Regions from separate parts of the Sus scrofa genome. Here region 1 is linked to region 2. Evidence: chromatin contacts called from public promoter capture Hi-C data. All regions are on one chromosome and are shown on one strand. The core of a region is the stretch at or near the end of the contact, and the rest is flanking DNA. Distances in the headings are between cores, read along the strand shown. Region 1 holds the start of SORBS3 (vinexin). Region 2 holds the start of PIWIL2 (piwi like RNA-mediated gene silencing 2).

What was found. Promoter capture Hi-C pulls out the DNA fragments that hold promoters and counts their contacts.
Region 1: a promoter capture Hi-C map of liver shows a contact between it and region 2, with 4 times the contacts expected there. The contact joins the promoter of SORBS3 here to the promoter of PIWIL2 in region 2. A contact is called at or near these places in 1 of 5 promoter capture datasets (liver), 1 of 47 Hi-C or Micro-C datasets (embryonic fibroblasts) and 1 of 2 datasets of contacts at active chromatin or transcription factors (alveolar macrophages).

What each region holds. Positions count from the first base shown.
Region 1 is chr14:6,801,194-6,808,786 of Sscrofa11.1, reverse strand. It overlaps SORBS3 (vinexin), which reads right to left and starts at 5,843. Exons shown (of 26, transcript XM_021073000.1): 1 at 5,707-5,843; 2 at 537-676; 3 at 521-534; 4 at 135-252. The coding sequence starts at 5,810.
Region 2 is chr14:6,559,586-6,566,941 of Sscrofa11.1, reverse strand. PIWIL2 (piwi like RNA-mediated gene silencing 2) reads right to left here and starts at 3,274. Exons shown (of 22, transcript NM_001194971.1): 1 at 3,083-3,274; 2 at 1,411-1,498; 3 at 1,128-1,266; 4 at 1-142. The coding sequence starts at 3,274.

The DNA of each region.
Region 1 (7,593 bases), core at 4,594-7,093, 240 kb before region 2:
CTCGAGAGGCCCTCAACCCCTCCCGCCCCTCCAGCTCACCCCAGGGAGGTGCTGCAACGCAGGGCCCAGGAAGCTCTGACACCCCTCACCCCCCCATGGGGCTCCCGGATCAGGGTTTTCCTGAGCAGACCCACCTGGCTGCCTGGGAGCCTCTCTCCTCGGTGGGAAGTACCCATTGCACACGGTCCTGGGCGCAGGGTCATGGAACTGGAAATTAAGGGTGTTGGAGCCACCATTCCGGATCACGGGCACCTGTTGGGGAGGGGCCAGGAGCGGCAGCTCAGGCCCAGGAGGTTCCACAGAAGGAAGAGAGGGATGGCTACGAGCGCAGAGCCATACCCTGTGGTGAGGGCTCGAGGGCCAGCCTGACCCATTTTGGGGAAACCAGTGAGGCTCTCCAGAGCCATCTTCCATCCCCCACCCCACTTTAATTCCTTTAATTCTCCTGTCCCGCACCTGTCCCAAGAGGCCCCCCTCAACTACCAGTCCACAGTAAGCTCTCCCTCGATGTCTCACTTACCCGTGTCCCCCGGGGGTTGACGGTGCATGGGCCCGAAGGTGGCTGGGGATGAAGTCATCCAGGCTGAGCCCAGCTGGGAGGCTGCAGGGTGGGGCCTGCATGCTCGGGTCAAGGCTGGAGGACTTGGTGTGGACCAGCTGCTTCTCTGCGTGCTCTCTGTGGGGAAGGAAGGAGGAAGGAAAAGCCCGGCTGGGTCTCAGCTGCCTGTGCCCTCTGGGCTTGACCTTGGGTTGGGGAGGAGATGACTGCTGTGGGAGGGGGCTGGGCCAGCTGGGTGGGAGCTCAGGGACCCAGGAAACAGGCCACTGTGGGCACCCGCCTGCAGGCTGCCCGTGCCGGCTCCCAGAGGCACAATGGGCTGCTTGTTAGGCCGAGGGCAGGAGCTCCGTGTGGGAGTGGGGGAGGGGAGGCCAGGAGAGGAGGGGTGGGGGCGAGGCTGGCCAGGAGCAGACCTGCTGGCCAGCCCCTCTGGGGCTCTCACTGCACAGTGTGGCCCGCTCCCCAGGAGGGAAGGCAGAGGGAACTGGGGCAGCTGGCAGAGGAGGCCTGGGCACTGGGACTTTGTTTCAGTTCCCTCTGCCTCCCCAAGCCCCACGTGAGCATCTGCTTGCCAGCGGGCACAAGGGGTGGCTCAGGCTCAGGCTGGGGGCGAGGCCCTGGGCAACAGCAAGCCCGCCCGCCCACTGTCCCACAGGGCCAAGGTTCCTGAGAGAGGGGAGAGCGTGAAGGCATTTCCAGGCCCCAGGGACCCTCCTGAGCTCAAAGGAGGATCGGCTTCCTTCTTTGGACTTTTTGCCCAGACTGAAGCCTCAGAGGGCTCTGAGTGCCAGTAAGGGCTGGGGGTGGAGAGTCAAGCAGTGGGTGAGTACAAAGTTAGACATGCTTCTGGGGAGGTAGTGCTGAGGGCCGTGCACACACACACACGCACGCAGTGCACACTCGTTTTCTCCTACACCTCCAGGCTGGGTTTTGGTTTTGTTTTGTTTTGTTTTTCTTCCAAGGGCTGCATCCATGGCATATGGAAGTTCCTAGGCTAGGGGTCAAATCGGAGCTACAGCTGCCAGCCTACACCACAGCCACAGCCACGCCAGACCCAAGCCAATTCTGTGACCTACACCACAGCTCACGGCAACACCAAATCCTTACAGATCCTTAACCCATTGAACAAGGCCAGGGATCGAACCCGCATCCTCATGGATACTGGTTGGGTTTGTTCACTGAGCCAGGACAGCACCTCCATCCAGTCTGATTTTTGAACCGAGGGTCTTTCTGGGAGCACTATGCCTGACCGGCCAGCTGGGTCAGAGGGGAGGGCAGGGTCAGAGGAGAGGGCTCCCTGCATCCGGGAGGCAGTGGGACTGTCCAACAGGGCTCTTCTACCAGAGAGCTGCGCTGCCCAGCCCATCCTGCCTCACCTGTCCGGTTGGACAGGGCCAGAAGCTGAGCCAACATCTGCCACACTTTGGTGCTGGACCAATGCTGACATTTTTGTTCAGCTAAGGCTTGCGTGTGCCTGTGGGGCTGGGGGCTCACGGGAGGGCTTCAAGGGCCTTGTAGGTGCTGTGTGCCTAGTAGAGTGTAAGCACAGAGCTGCAGATGTGACTTAGGGGAGCGTACCACGGGGTGGGGTCATGCAAGCAGCATGGGGGGTGTGAGTACAGAAAGGTATCAGCTGAATAGCAGGTGCGAGGTGTGCACTGGGGGGGTCATACGAACAGCATGGGAGAGACCAGAGGGGATGAAGGCTCAATGGGATCTCTGATTACTGCTGTACCCAGGTTTTGCTCAAGCCACGGGGGGCTGGAGCGTACGCACTGAGCTGGGGGCAGCTCCCTGACTCTGGTCTGAGAGAAGATTCCTTCTAACATTCAAAAAGACCTAGTGGGGACCCAGCTTTTCTGTCGCCACCCCTGCTGTGGGGGGAGTGGAGGGCTGAGGCTGGAGGAGGGGCTGCTCACCAGCTGGATCCAATTAGGACTCCTACCAAAAGCAAAACATGCAGACACACCCCAGTTCCTGCTGCTCTCCCTTCCTTTGCAGGGGAAATTGAGGCAGGGGAGAGAGAGCCATCCAGAGGGTAGGGCAGGCTGGTTCCTAGCAGCAACCCCTCCCAAGCCAGCTGACCACTGGAGGCCAAACTGCAAGGTCAGCTTGGGCAGGCCATCAGCTGACCCCACCTCCTCCCCTCTCCCTGGGGCTCACCCTGCTGTGCTGAGAACTGCCCTCTAGTAGGAAAGGGCAGGCAGGAGGTCTTGCCCACACCACCCGATTTTTCAGGGGCTGCTGATTCTGAGTGGCCCAGCCTGACCCTTCCCAATGCACCCCGCCTCCCCAGGATATGCAGGGGTGGGAGGGGAAGGGTGGACTGAGTGTTCCTTCTGACTGCTGTACCAGGAGACGGTAAGAACACCTCATAGGGAGGATGGAGGTGAGGTGTGTGTGTGTGGGGGGGGGGCAATGGGTCTCCCAGCTAGCAGAAGATAGGGGGTGCCAGGAAATTCCTGGGGTCCCTGCAGAATATTCAGGCAGCCCTTCACCCCCGCAGCCAGCTCCCATGGGCTAGAGAAGGCAAAGTCACCCTGCTATAGTTGGCAGATTCCTACTTCCTTCTAAGTACTGCCCTGACCTTGGGGGCTTGGGGTAGGCGCATTCCAGGGTATTTTCCAGCTACAAGTCCATGTGGGCAGGAATAGGTTTTCTCGATTTTCACCTTAACTGGATTGAGGGGGGCATCTCACCTCTTTCCTCCCCAGAGTTTGGGACAGGACCCCAGGGGGAGGGGCTCCCTGCCTTCCCCTGGTGTTGGGCGCCGGCCCTTCCCCGACAGCGGCCCCGCACTCCACCCCGCCTCCTCTCCGCAGCCTCTCCTTCCCGGCACCTACCTTCCCAGGCGAGCAGGTGGCGGGGACTGAGGACGCCCGGGAGGGCAAGAGCATCTCTGCGCGGCTCCTGCCTGGCGCGGCCACAGCGGACCCTCGGGGAGGGCGGGCAGGGAGAAGTCCGAGTCGTGCCGTTCGCCCTCGTGACCGGGTCAGGACTGGCTCCGTTAGGCTGCGCGCCCAAGAAGGAAGAGGGGGATCCACGGGGCGGGAGCTGGGGCTTAGGCGCGCGCGGGGAGGAAGGACCGTGAGAGGCGCCCTGGCTGGCGGGCGGCGGAGTGTGTCTCGCTGCGATCGCACCGCGGGCCGGGCTGGAGTGGAGGGCGGGGGCTCGGGCCCGCCGGCCGGGGGCGTGCGAGTGCCCCCCGTCAGGGCGCGGGGACACCGAGGACCTTGCCGGGGCCGGGCTGGTCGCGAGGCGGCGCCGGGAGGGACCGCCCAGTGTCCCCGGGGAGCCCGCTCCGCTTTCCCAGCTGCTTCCCCTGGCCCCCACCGCAGGACTGGCGTCGGGCGGGGGCCGGCAAGCTCCACTCAGAGTTTCCAGCGACATTTCCAGCGGGTGGGAAGGGAGCCGCTGCACGCCGGAGCCAGGACAGAGGGCAGGAATGATTAAAGAACCCGGGCCCAGCCAGCAACTGATACGGACTGGCGGCCTCGGAGACGGGACCGGGATGCAGACAGGCTGTGGCCGAGATAAGGGCGCCGCACTGGCAGAGCGGCCTAGCGGGCCGAGTTAAGGCCCCGCCGCCTCCCTCCCCACTTCGGGAGAGAGTTTGTTCTTGAGTGAGCGCGCGTCCAGGCGGGTGCAAACAACACACGTGCGCGTGCACAGGCAACGGGCGGATGCTCACACACGTGCAAGCCTCCGCGGGAGGGCAGCCGCTGGAGGAAATCGGCCTAAGGGAGCGGCCCCCTGGGCCTGCCGCGCCCCTGAAGAGGATAAGGGCGGGGTCCTTTTGGCGGGGATGGGGTTACCAGGGTCTTGGTGTTCCCATACACCGTATTGTTTTGATCTTGCTGCTTTTCCGCTGTTCCCCCTGCTCTGACACCGGTCCCAAGAGCCCGCGTGCCCATGGGAACCCGACCTCTCTGACCATCCCCTCTTCTCGCCTAAGCTCTGTGCCCACATAGGACTCGTAATAGTGAGGGCACTTATGGAGTGTTTATGGCCAGTAGAGAGATTCTGGGGTACTTCTTAGTCCTTGGCTTGGCTCTGGGACCCCAAGCCCCAAACCAAGCAGACAGCCAATAATTTTTGGGCAATTTGTGATTTCTTTTGGTAGTGGTCAATTATAAATTATGAAAATAGAAAACATTTATTGCATATCTACTGGGTGTAAGATTGGTATCTCTAGGCCACTATGTACTTCAGAGTATTTTCCGAGCTCATCTTCCAACTCACAAGTTGAGAAGGAAGAAAGAGGAGAAGGATTAAATTGTATTTAAAAGTCTTGGGAGTTCCCGTTGTGGTTCAGTGGCTAGCAAACCCGACTAGCATCCATAAGGACATGAGCTGGATCCCTGGCCTCGCTCAGTGGGTTAAGGATCTGGCGTTGCTGTGAGCTGTGGTGTAGGTCGCATAAGCAGCTTGGATTGCGTGTTGCTGTGGCTCTGGCGTAGGCCAGTGGCTTCAGCTGCGATTGGACCCCTAGCCTGGGAATGTCCATATGCTGCGGGTACAGCCCTAAAAAACAAAATAAAAATAATTAAAAAACAATTTTTTTTTTTTTTAATTCCCTGCCATCACTGACACTATCGGCTACATCTTTTCCCACTTCAGTTAAAAGTGCTATTGGCGTTCAGGTGAACCAAGTGGAAACGATCTCACATGGGAACAGCAGAAGAAGAGGCTTAGGTTGAGAAGGCTGAGAGAGAGGCATGCCCCTAGCTTCCAGTGTCTGCACAGTGCCGCGTGGAACAGAATGGCTGCACTAGCAGAAGTGGCACCACTGAGTGCACGTAGCCCCTCCCCATGGACAGCATCAGAAGATGGGGAGTTCCCATCTTGGCTTGGTGGTTAACGAACACGACTAGTATCCATGAAGACTTGGGTTTGATCCCTGGCAGCCCCCTCAGTGGGTTAAGGACCTGAGTTGCTGTGAGCTGTGGTGTACGTCACAGACGTGGCTCAGATCTGGCCTTGCTGTGGCTGTGCCTTAGGCAGGCAGCTGCAGCTCCAATTCTACCCCTAACCTGGGAACCTCCAGAGGTCACCATCCCTTATGTATCACCCTCTTCCCTCCCTCAGGGAAAAATGTGTGCCTGTTTCCCTCGTTACCAACTTTTTGTTTGTTTGTTTTTTCCCACCTGTCAGCATCCTGTTGATTAAGGACCACATCTCTTTCATGCTCTTCCTTGTTCTCCAAAGATGGTGAAGCCGATGTTCTTCCAACTCCAAGAATCCTGGCCATACCCTCTCTCACCAGCAGCGAGCTTCTCTTATTCTCTAGGGCTCTGACCTGGACTCCAAGATAAATATTTAATGTAGAGGGTGCAGCTGAGCCGACAAAGGTCCCAACTTCCTGTTTCTCACAAGAGGAGGTGGCAGCCACGGGCAAGGAGCTGGGGACTGGCTAGCAGCCTCATCTCTATGGGAATGGGGAATCCGGTAAACAGCTTTGTAGGAGGGGGCAGGGAAGGCCCAGCTGGAGACTTGAGCCTTCCTCCTGAGCTGCTTTGACTTCTGCCTGTCTGCTTATGTCCTGCTGGGTTGATCTCCTCTCTCAGGTCAGAACCTGCTTTGCCCTGGCACCAGTGGCAATAGCTCTCTCTCCCAGAGTCAGAAGCAGCAATGTGTTTGGGAGGAGCTGTGGCAGGATCCCTCCAACATGTTCCCTGGTGCCCATCCAGCTCACAGAAGACAGGATGGGAGCATAGAGCATAAGGAACCTGGACTGATTCCTCCCTTTCTGCCCATATTTAGGGAGAAGAATCCTACCCCTTTGAAAAATGAGAGATTAAAGGGAAAAAGTACTGAAGTCTGGAGATTCCGCCAAAACCCAGGTGTCTGATTTCTCCCTCCAGCCTCAGCTCTATCTGCTGCTGGCCTGACCCCGCAGATAGCTGGCATGGCTCAGGGAGAAGCTGAGGATAGGGAAGGCTGTCTTGGGTGACCTAGCTGTTGTCAACCCAGCAGATTCCTTTTATCCCAAGGCACTATCTCCTCCCTTATCATCTAACAGGGACCTCCCTCCCTGTGACTCTTCCCCATCTCTGGCATGGCCTTTTGTCAGGGGGCAGCCTCTGCCTTCTCAGAGCCACCTGAGCCATAGTAAACACTGTTACATAACTGCTCTGTTTTCCCTGGCTATCTGATCCCAGTTGGCAGTGTGCCCCACCCCCACCCTGCTCCTTGAGGCCACCTCCTTTCGTTCCCTGGATTATCCCCCAATGGCCCCCTTGTCAACAGAGGTCTGTCCACGCCCACCAGACTAAGGGATGATTACCCAAGAGCCTACCAATAGATGCTGTGGCTCTTCACACAGAGGGGGAGGGGAACTCAGGTCACTCTGAACCCAGCTTCTGTCACCAAGAGGAAGGATGAATGGAAAGAGCACTTAAGTAGCTGTTTATTGTAAGTGAGAATTCAGTGTTCTCCAGCAGGAAAAAGGAAGCCAGGGATCCCAGAAGACATGAACCTGAACTCTCAGTTCTTGAGGAGTATCTGTGTCCAGTACTGGGAGTCTGGTATTCAAATGTCACTCAGTCCACCCAGAGCAGCCAAGGAGCTCCCCGAGTCTGTGCTTCAGCACAACACCCTTGCTCCCCCCCACATTAGACAAAGGAAGGGCAGCTGCTGATCCCTCTCTTCTCCATAGGAAGGAACTCTGGTATATTCTTTACTTGGGCTCTCAACAGGTTTTTAATTTGTGCTCTCGGAAGTGTTTTCTTCCCACCAAGGAAACTGAGCAAGCAGATGGAGTGGATTAGCAAAGAAAGCACTGTCCCTTCTGAGGAGCTGGACTTCTCTAGAAGGGAAGACCACAGTAATTCTAAAGCGAGGAACTGAAACCAAGGCACATCAAGACATGAGCACAATTCTGGACTGTTTCGTCCCCTGGGCTCTGTCCCCTTCTCCTGATTCTAGCTCTTGCTAAGGTCGCCAGCCAATTCTACTAAAAGTCCTCATCAGGCCAAATACTCATGGGAACAGGAGTGGGAGAAGGGGAACATAAGTGACTCACTGGGACACTT
Region 2 (7,356 bases), core at 2,025-4,524:
GCCTGGAGCCTTGTACACTCCTCTACCAATAACACCTGTCAGGCTGGCAGCACTCAGAGGCTTGTATACTCCTCTGCCAATACCACGACCTGCTCTTCCCACAGGTAATAAAGATGCATCCAAATTCCCTCTTCCAAGCATTCTGAAATGTTGCAGAGGCAAGTCAGGACTTTCTTGATCACATTTCTATCTATGGCCCATCTAAATGAGTCCCCCAAATCTACATTCTCTCCCTGGAGGAGTCAGCAAAAAAGGGATTCTCTCCAAATCCGCTATGTCACATGACTCATTTATCAACTACTATCAATCTATCAATACTGACTTTCACAGCCAACTTCCACAGCAGAAACTGAGGTGGAAGTTTGACCCACCTGGCTTTAAAAAAAATACCATCAGGCTTTTTTTTGGGGGGAGGGGGGAGGCAAGCCCATGGCATGTGGAAGTTCCCAGGCCGGGGACTGAACCTGCACCACCACGGCTACCAGAGCCACAGCAGAGACAACACTAGATCCTTAACTAGCCAAGCCACCAGGGAACTCCAGGCTGACTTCTTAAAGAGGGCAAATGGAGTATGAACTATTCAGTAGAGAACTGTTGACCCTTGTCCAAAGACTAACTGGATTGGTACCTGCTGAATAGTCTTGAAACCCATTCTTTTCTTTTTTTTTTTGTCTTTTGCCTTTTCTTGAACTGCTCCCACGGCATATGGAGGTTCCCGGGTTAGGGGTCCAGTTGGAGCTGTAGCTGCTGGCCTACGCTAGAGCCACAGTAACGCCAGATCTGAGCCGCGTCTGCGACCCACACCACAGCTCACGGCAACGTTGGCCAGATCCTTAACCCACTGAGCAAGGGCAGGGATCGAACCCGCAACCTCATGGTTCCTAGTCAACGTTGGCCAGATCCTTAACCCACTGAGCAAGGGCAGGGATCAAACCCGCAACCTCATGGTTCCTAGTCGGATTTGTTAACCACTGCGCCACGACGGGAACTCCCTCTTGGAACCCGTTCTTAACATAAAACCATGCATCGTTTGTCTGTGAAGTAACATAATCCTCTTTAGAGTTTCTCTTTGGACTCAGATTTTTCACCCGAATTTGATGGCTATTCAAGAAGGCAACTTTACCCACCTATTCCAACCAAAAGAGGCCTCTGCCATCTTGCTATCCCCAGCTGCCAACACTGAAGGATCCAGAAGAGTGGGATGGGGTTCTTCTTTGTCCTTGCGTGCCACCCTGGTAGACAAGCCTCGACCTAAAATGCCTCTACCTAAACAAAAGCATCAAACCCTAGCTGTAACTATAAGCCGGACATTTTGCAAAGTATGTAATTTTTCTGAAGACATACTATATGAATTTAAGAACAAAGGCATCATACATACAACACATTTTCTTGAGATAGCTTTCTACATACCTAAAGGAGGCATTTCCTGTTTCAGAGAGGTCTGGGATGCTGTTTCAAGGCCCAGTCCTTGGAACATGGGGACCAAACCCACAGATTCCTACGGAAAATCAAAGAATAAAGTTACTGTAAGATGTAGTTTAAAAACTCCAGAAATACTGTTGGTTTTCTTAAAGTCTTGGTAAATAATAAAAATCATCCATCCACTTCAAATTCTATAAATGCTATGAGAACAAAGAATAAAAATATCTCATAAAAACTGTTTAAAATACTTAGAGTCTTTTAAAAAAACTTATAATTGGAGTTCCCACTGTGGTGCAACAGGTTAATGATCTGGCGTTGTCTCTGTGGCAGTGCGGGTTCAATCCTCAGCCTGGTACAGAGGGTTAAGGATCTGGTGCTGCCACAACCATGGCTCAGGTTTGATCCCTTGCCCAGTAATTTCCATAAGGCATAGGTGTAGCCAAAAAAGGAAAAATACAAAACATTTATAACTATGTCATATTAGGTTTTTAAGCATAAATATAGTCTATGATTCGATGTATAACAAAAGTCACAGAATCACCTTTTCAATTTTTCTAGTTAATTTCGTGTACACCTAAGGAAGTGGAACAAGCATACTGACTAACAAATCTCTCCAAAAAACAAATCATTTGCGTTTTTTTCAAACAACCTAAACAAAACTTGCTACTGTTTGCCTGCAGCAGCCTTGAAAGTTTACTATCATTACACCAATCACAGCTGCTACATATGGACTCAATCCATGTGAGTAAAAATACTAGAATACTGTCACCAATGTTTTTTACATAACATTACATTTATTTGACACTGTCAACATTACTAAAAATTGTCGTAACTGCATTATTAGGTCCTTTCTGTATTTGCTCTTTTTTCTTTGAGGTTTATTAATTATTGACAAATATCATTCTTAAAATTACTATATAATTAAGAGACTAAAAATGCACATCCATGCAAGTATAAATACAGCTGAAGCAATAGCTGAAGATCCTTTTGATTTGGGCAAAGAGGAGTTCCCGTTGTAACTCAGCAAGTTATAAACCCAACGAGTATCCATGAGGATGCAGATTTGATCCTTGACCTCCCTCAGTGGGTTAAAGATCCAGTGTTGCAGTGAGCTGTAGTGTAGGTGGCATAGGAGGCTCGGATCCTGCGTTGCTATGGCTGTGGTGTAGACTGGCAACTGCAGTTCCAATTCCACTCCTAGCCTGGGAAACACCATATGCCACAAGTGCAGCCTTAAAAAGACGGAGGAAAAAAATCTGAGCAAAGAACATCTGAAAGGAACCATTCTTAACTATGACCTCAGAGGTTAGAGTGGGTTGATAACACCTTAGAGTCAAGCCCAGAGTGGAAATCTAAACACACAATAAAAAGGAAAAGGTTGTATCTTTAAATCTATCATTTATTTATATATGTACTTACAATTATAGAAGCTGGAGGACTAAGGCATTTACCCAAGTCCATCTAGCATTCATTATGAGCAATTTTTCTAGACTTGCAACTCTAGAATTTGAAATATATGCCCAGAAGATGCACCTACGTGTTAAGGGGAAAAAAATAACCCTTGTTTTTGCATAGAGCTTCACAGTTTTCTAAGTACCTTGAAACCCACTATTTAACAATAAGCCATATGCTACTACTATCCATGCAGTCATGGTGTTACCCTTTGTGTTGGCCCACTCTGTGGGCTTGGCTCTTCTCCCATTCCAAATACATGGCCTCTGCCTGAAGGTCCTGCCCTACCCAGAGCTGAGTCCAAAGGTTTTGAAGCTTGTGGCCGAGAGCCTGGCATCCGCACAGAGCGAGATGGGTGCACAGGAGACAGGACCCTGGAGGGTGGTCGAACAGGATCCATTGAAAGGCTGCAGAGAACACAGGCATTAATCTGTTCTGGTTAATTACCAGCTAGCTGTTTGTAAAGTTTTAAAGATGGAGTTCCCATCGTGGTGCAGTGGTTAACAAATCCAACTAGGAACCATGAAGTTGTGGGTTCGATCCCTGGCCTTGCTCAGTCGGTTTAAGGATCGGCGTTGCCGTGAGCTGTGGTGTAGGTCACAGACAAGGCTCGGATCCCGCATTGCTGTGGCTCTGGTGTAGGCCAGCGGCTACAGCTCCGATTTGACCCCTAGCATGGAAACCTCCATATGCTGTGGGAAGCAGCCCTAGAAAAGGCAAAAAGACAAAAAATAAATAAACAAAGTTTTAAAGAGCCCTATGTTTCCTTCTCCTTCAACACAGACTCACAAAGCATTTAAAAAAAAAAAAAAAGGCGTTCACATTGTGGCTCAGTGGATTAAGAACCCAACACAGTGTCTGAGAGATGAGTTTGATCTCTGGCCTTGCTCAGTGTGTTAAAGATCCTGCACTGCTGCAAGCTGCAGCGTAGATTGAAGATGTGGCTTGGATCTTGTATTGCTGTGGCTGTGCTGCAGGCCGGCAGGTAAAGCTCCAATTTGACCCCTTGCCCAGGAAATTCTATATACCATGGGTGTGGCCCTAAAAAAAAAAAAAAAAAGCTACTTTGGATCAGATCAGTGATACAACCAGCCTCTTACATCATATTCACTTCGAAACCTTCTATTTAACCCAGATTATTCTATTCTAAACACTCTTCACCCACCAACAATCTCTTAAATTTACTTATATTTTTTTACCCAAACAGCCTCTCAGAGAACTCAGTCCTGTAAGTTAACCACCAGTTACAGAAGGGCATATATGGGCATGATTTTGCTTTATAAGCAAGTTTATCGGTAACATAACCATATCATAAAATTTTTCTGTCCATAAATATTTATGGGTTTTGCTTTGGTTTGGGCCTCTCTTCTACCAGAGTCTGAATTTTTCTTCCAGTCTATTTTTACATTAAACTACTCCATCTCCTCGATTCCTTAGTTGTTTCTCTAAAACTTTATCCAATTCCTTTCTATAAAACTCTTCTTTAAAACTCTACCAGGAGTTCCCGTCGTGGCGCAGTGGTTAACGAATCCGACTAGGAACCATGAGGTTGTGGGTTCGGTCCCTGCCCTTGCTCAGTGGGTTAACGATCCGGCGTTGCTGTGAACTGTGGTGTAGGTTGCAGACGCAGCTGGGATCCCGCGTTGCTGTGGCTCTGGTGTAGACCGGTGGCTACAGCTCCGATTGGACCCCTAGCCTGGGAACCTCCATATGCCGCGGGAGCGGCCCAAGAAATAGCAACAACAACAACAAAAGACAAAAGACAAAAGACAAAAAAACAAAACAAAAAAAAAAAACTCTACCAAAACTGAGGTCTCCAGGGTACAAAGCCTTTTTGGTTTGAGCCTATGATTCCTGGTGAGTCTGACAGGTGACATTTAACACCTTTCCCCCCCAAGGTAACCAGGGATGCTGCTCTTCCCACCCCTCAAATCTCAGATCCACCAAGCCTCTTCAAAACCACTTTCTATGAGTTCCTGTCATGGCTCAGCGGAAACAAATCCGACTAGGAACCATGAGTTGCAGGTTCGATCCCTGGGCTCACTCAGTGGGTTAATGGATCCAGTGTTGCCGTGAGCTGTGGTGGAGGATGCAGACACGGCTTGGACCTGATGTTGCTGTGGCTGTGGCCTAGGTGAGCCACTGTAGCTCCGTATGGACCCCTAGCCTTGGAACCTCCATATGCTGTGGGTACGGCCCTAAAAAGCAAAACAAACAAACAACCCACACTTTATAATCTATAGACTTTAGCACTCCTTCTTTCAGGGACGCCCTTCATTGCCCCCACTCACCCCCGATCCCTGAAGAATCTTTAACTGACAAGCCTCTTCACAGCTTTTGTAAGCCTGTCTTAAACACTAGCTTCAGAGAAATCAGGCCATGCAGGGGAAAAAAAACAAAAAAACAAAAAAACAAAAAAAAAAAAAAACTGACATAAAATTCCTAAATCTATACTACAGGCAGAGTTCAGGATCTGGCAAAAACTTTTTAAATAAACTACTGTCTTTTACGCTAAAACAGGAAGACGTGCCTCCCTTCCTCAAAGACAATTCTCCCCTTTAATTGCTTAAATCTCCTTTTCAGTTAGCCTAGACTTTTCGTTCACACCTTCCCAACACCACTGGAAGAGCCTAACTGGTACAAACTGAGAAGCACTATAACACCTACTAATTACAAGATTTCTGGAACCTTCTTTCTCCACCCCTCTGGCACCTCCACCATCCCTTCTAGAGATTCAGGCACCTCTTCCAGAAGGTTCTCCCTTAACGTGGATTTTTCTCCTTGCATCAGTTAGCAGATAGTTAGCGACTACACAAGCCAACCAAGAAGAGTCTCAGGACCAGTGCGGCCTACTCTTCTCCCTCCTCCAGGTGTGAGCTGCGGGCCTGAGCCTGTGGGGCTCAAGCACATCCTCTGCTCCTTTGACTCCGGACCAAGTGCATGCCCTGAACCAGACTCCGCCCACCATTTCTATCCAATGGTCCTGCCCACCTGTCTGTCCAAGTAACGCTCACGCTCACGCCCACTCTCCCCCAAACCTACGAGCAGCCTCCCTCCTTCAGCCACCACCATTCCACCTTCTGGAGGTTCGATGTTCCTCCTACACACCTGGCCTCGTAGAACGACTTCCCGCCCTCAGCCCAGGCCCCATCCCGGGACCTACAGTCCTCGCGCTTCCCAGGAGAGAGGGGAGAGGTCAGGGGAGGGTTCCAGCAGGCGCGAGGGACTCCGGCTCACGAGCATGAGCTGGAACAATTGCGCACCTGGCCTGTGGCCTCCCTGGCCTTCCACACCCGCACCCTTTTCCTCACCAGCACTCCAAAGCTCGCGCAGCTCCGCGGAGGGCTCAAGAAAACGCTGCGCTCAAGGGTCGCACCACACCACGCGCCCACAGACTCAGACTCCCAAGTTCCGGTCCTCTCGCGGGGCCTCAGGGAGTAAACCCATTGGCCAAACGATATGTCACTCACAAGAGTCAGCCGTCTCATTGGCTCTTCTGCACAGAGCACCTCCTTCTCCCTCTCTAGCGGATTCATCCTCGACGTTCCCTACAAAGGGGTGCTGATAGTTGGAGCCCGGAAGTAAAAAGCGTTAAAATCGTTAAAATCCGTTACATTCTGGACTCCCCATCATGCCTCAGTACTAATGAGCCCAAACCAACCAGGAACCATGAGAATGCGGGTTCGATCCCTGGCCTCGCTCAGTGGGTTAAGGATCCAGTGTTGCCACACGCAGTAGTGTAGGTGGCAGATATGGCTGGAATCTGGCTTTACTGGGGCTGTGGAGTTGGCTGGCAGCTGCAGCTCTGATTTGATCCCTAGCCAGGGAACTTCCAAATACCAGAACTTGTGCCATAAAAATAAACGGAAAAATTTTTTTTTTTTTTTTAACATTTGTTATATTTTGGAATTCCCCTCGTGGAGCAGTGGTTAACGAATCTGACTAGGGGCCATGAGGTTGCAGATTCGATCCCTGGCCTTGCTCAGTGGGTTAGGGATCTGCCCGTTGCTGTGAACTGTGGTGTAGGTTGCAGATGCGGCTCAGATCCCATGTTGCTGTTGCTGTGGCTCTGGCATAGGCCGGCGGCTACAGCTCTGATTAGACCCCTAGCTTGGGAACCTCCATATGCCAAGGGAGCATCCCTAGAAAAGGCAACAAGACAAACAAAAAAAACCTGCATTCGTTACATTTTGAAGATCCCAACTCCCTTGCTGTGAGCAACTCCTGTAAACAGATTTAGCTTCCATGCTCATGTTGAAATTGACTTGACCCATCCTTCCCAGTTAAAGGAATAAGAATATGGGTGGTGAAGAGGAAAGAGTAAGCTTGAGTTAACATTTGAACATATGATTATGTGATCTCTGCACCTCACTGTCTTTACATATAAATTTGGAATAAAATCGTCCATTCATAGGGTTGTACAGAAACATACATACATTAATGAGATGATAAGTGTAAATACTTCACACAAGGAGAAGACTG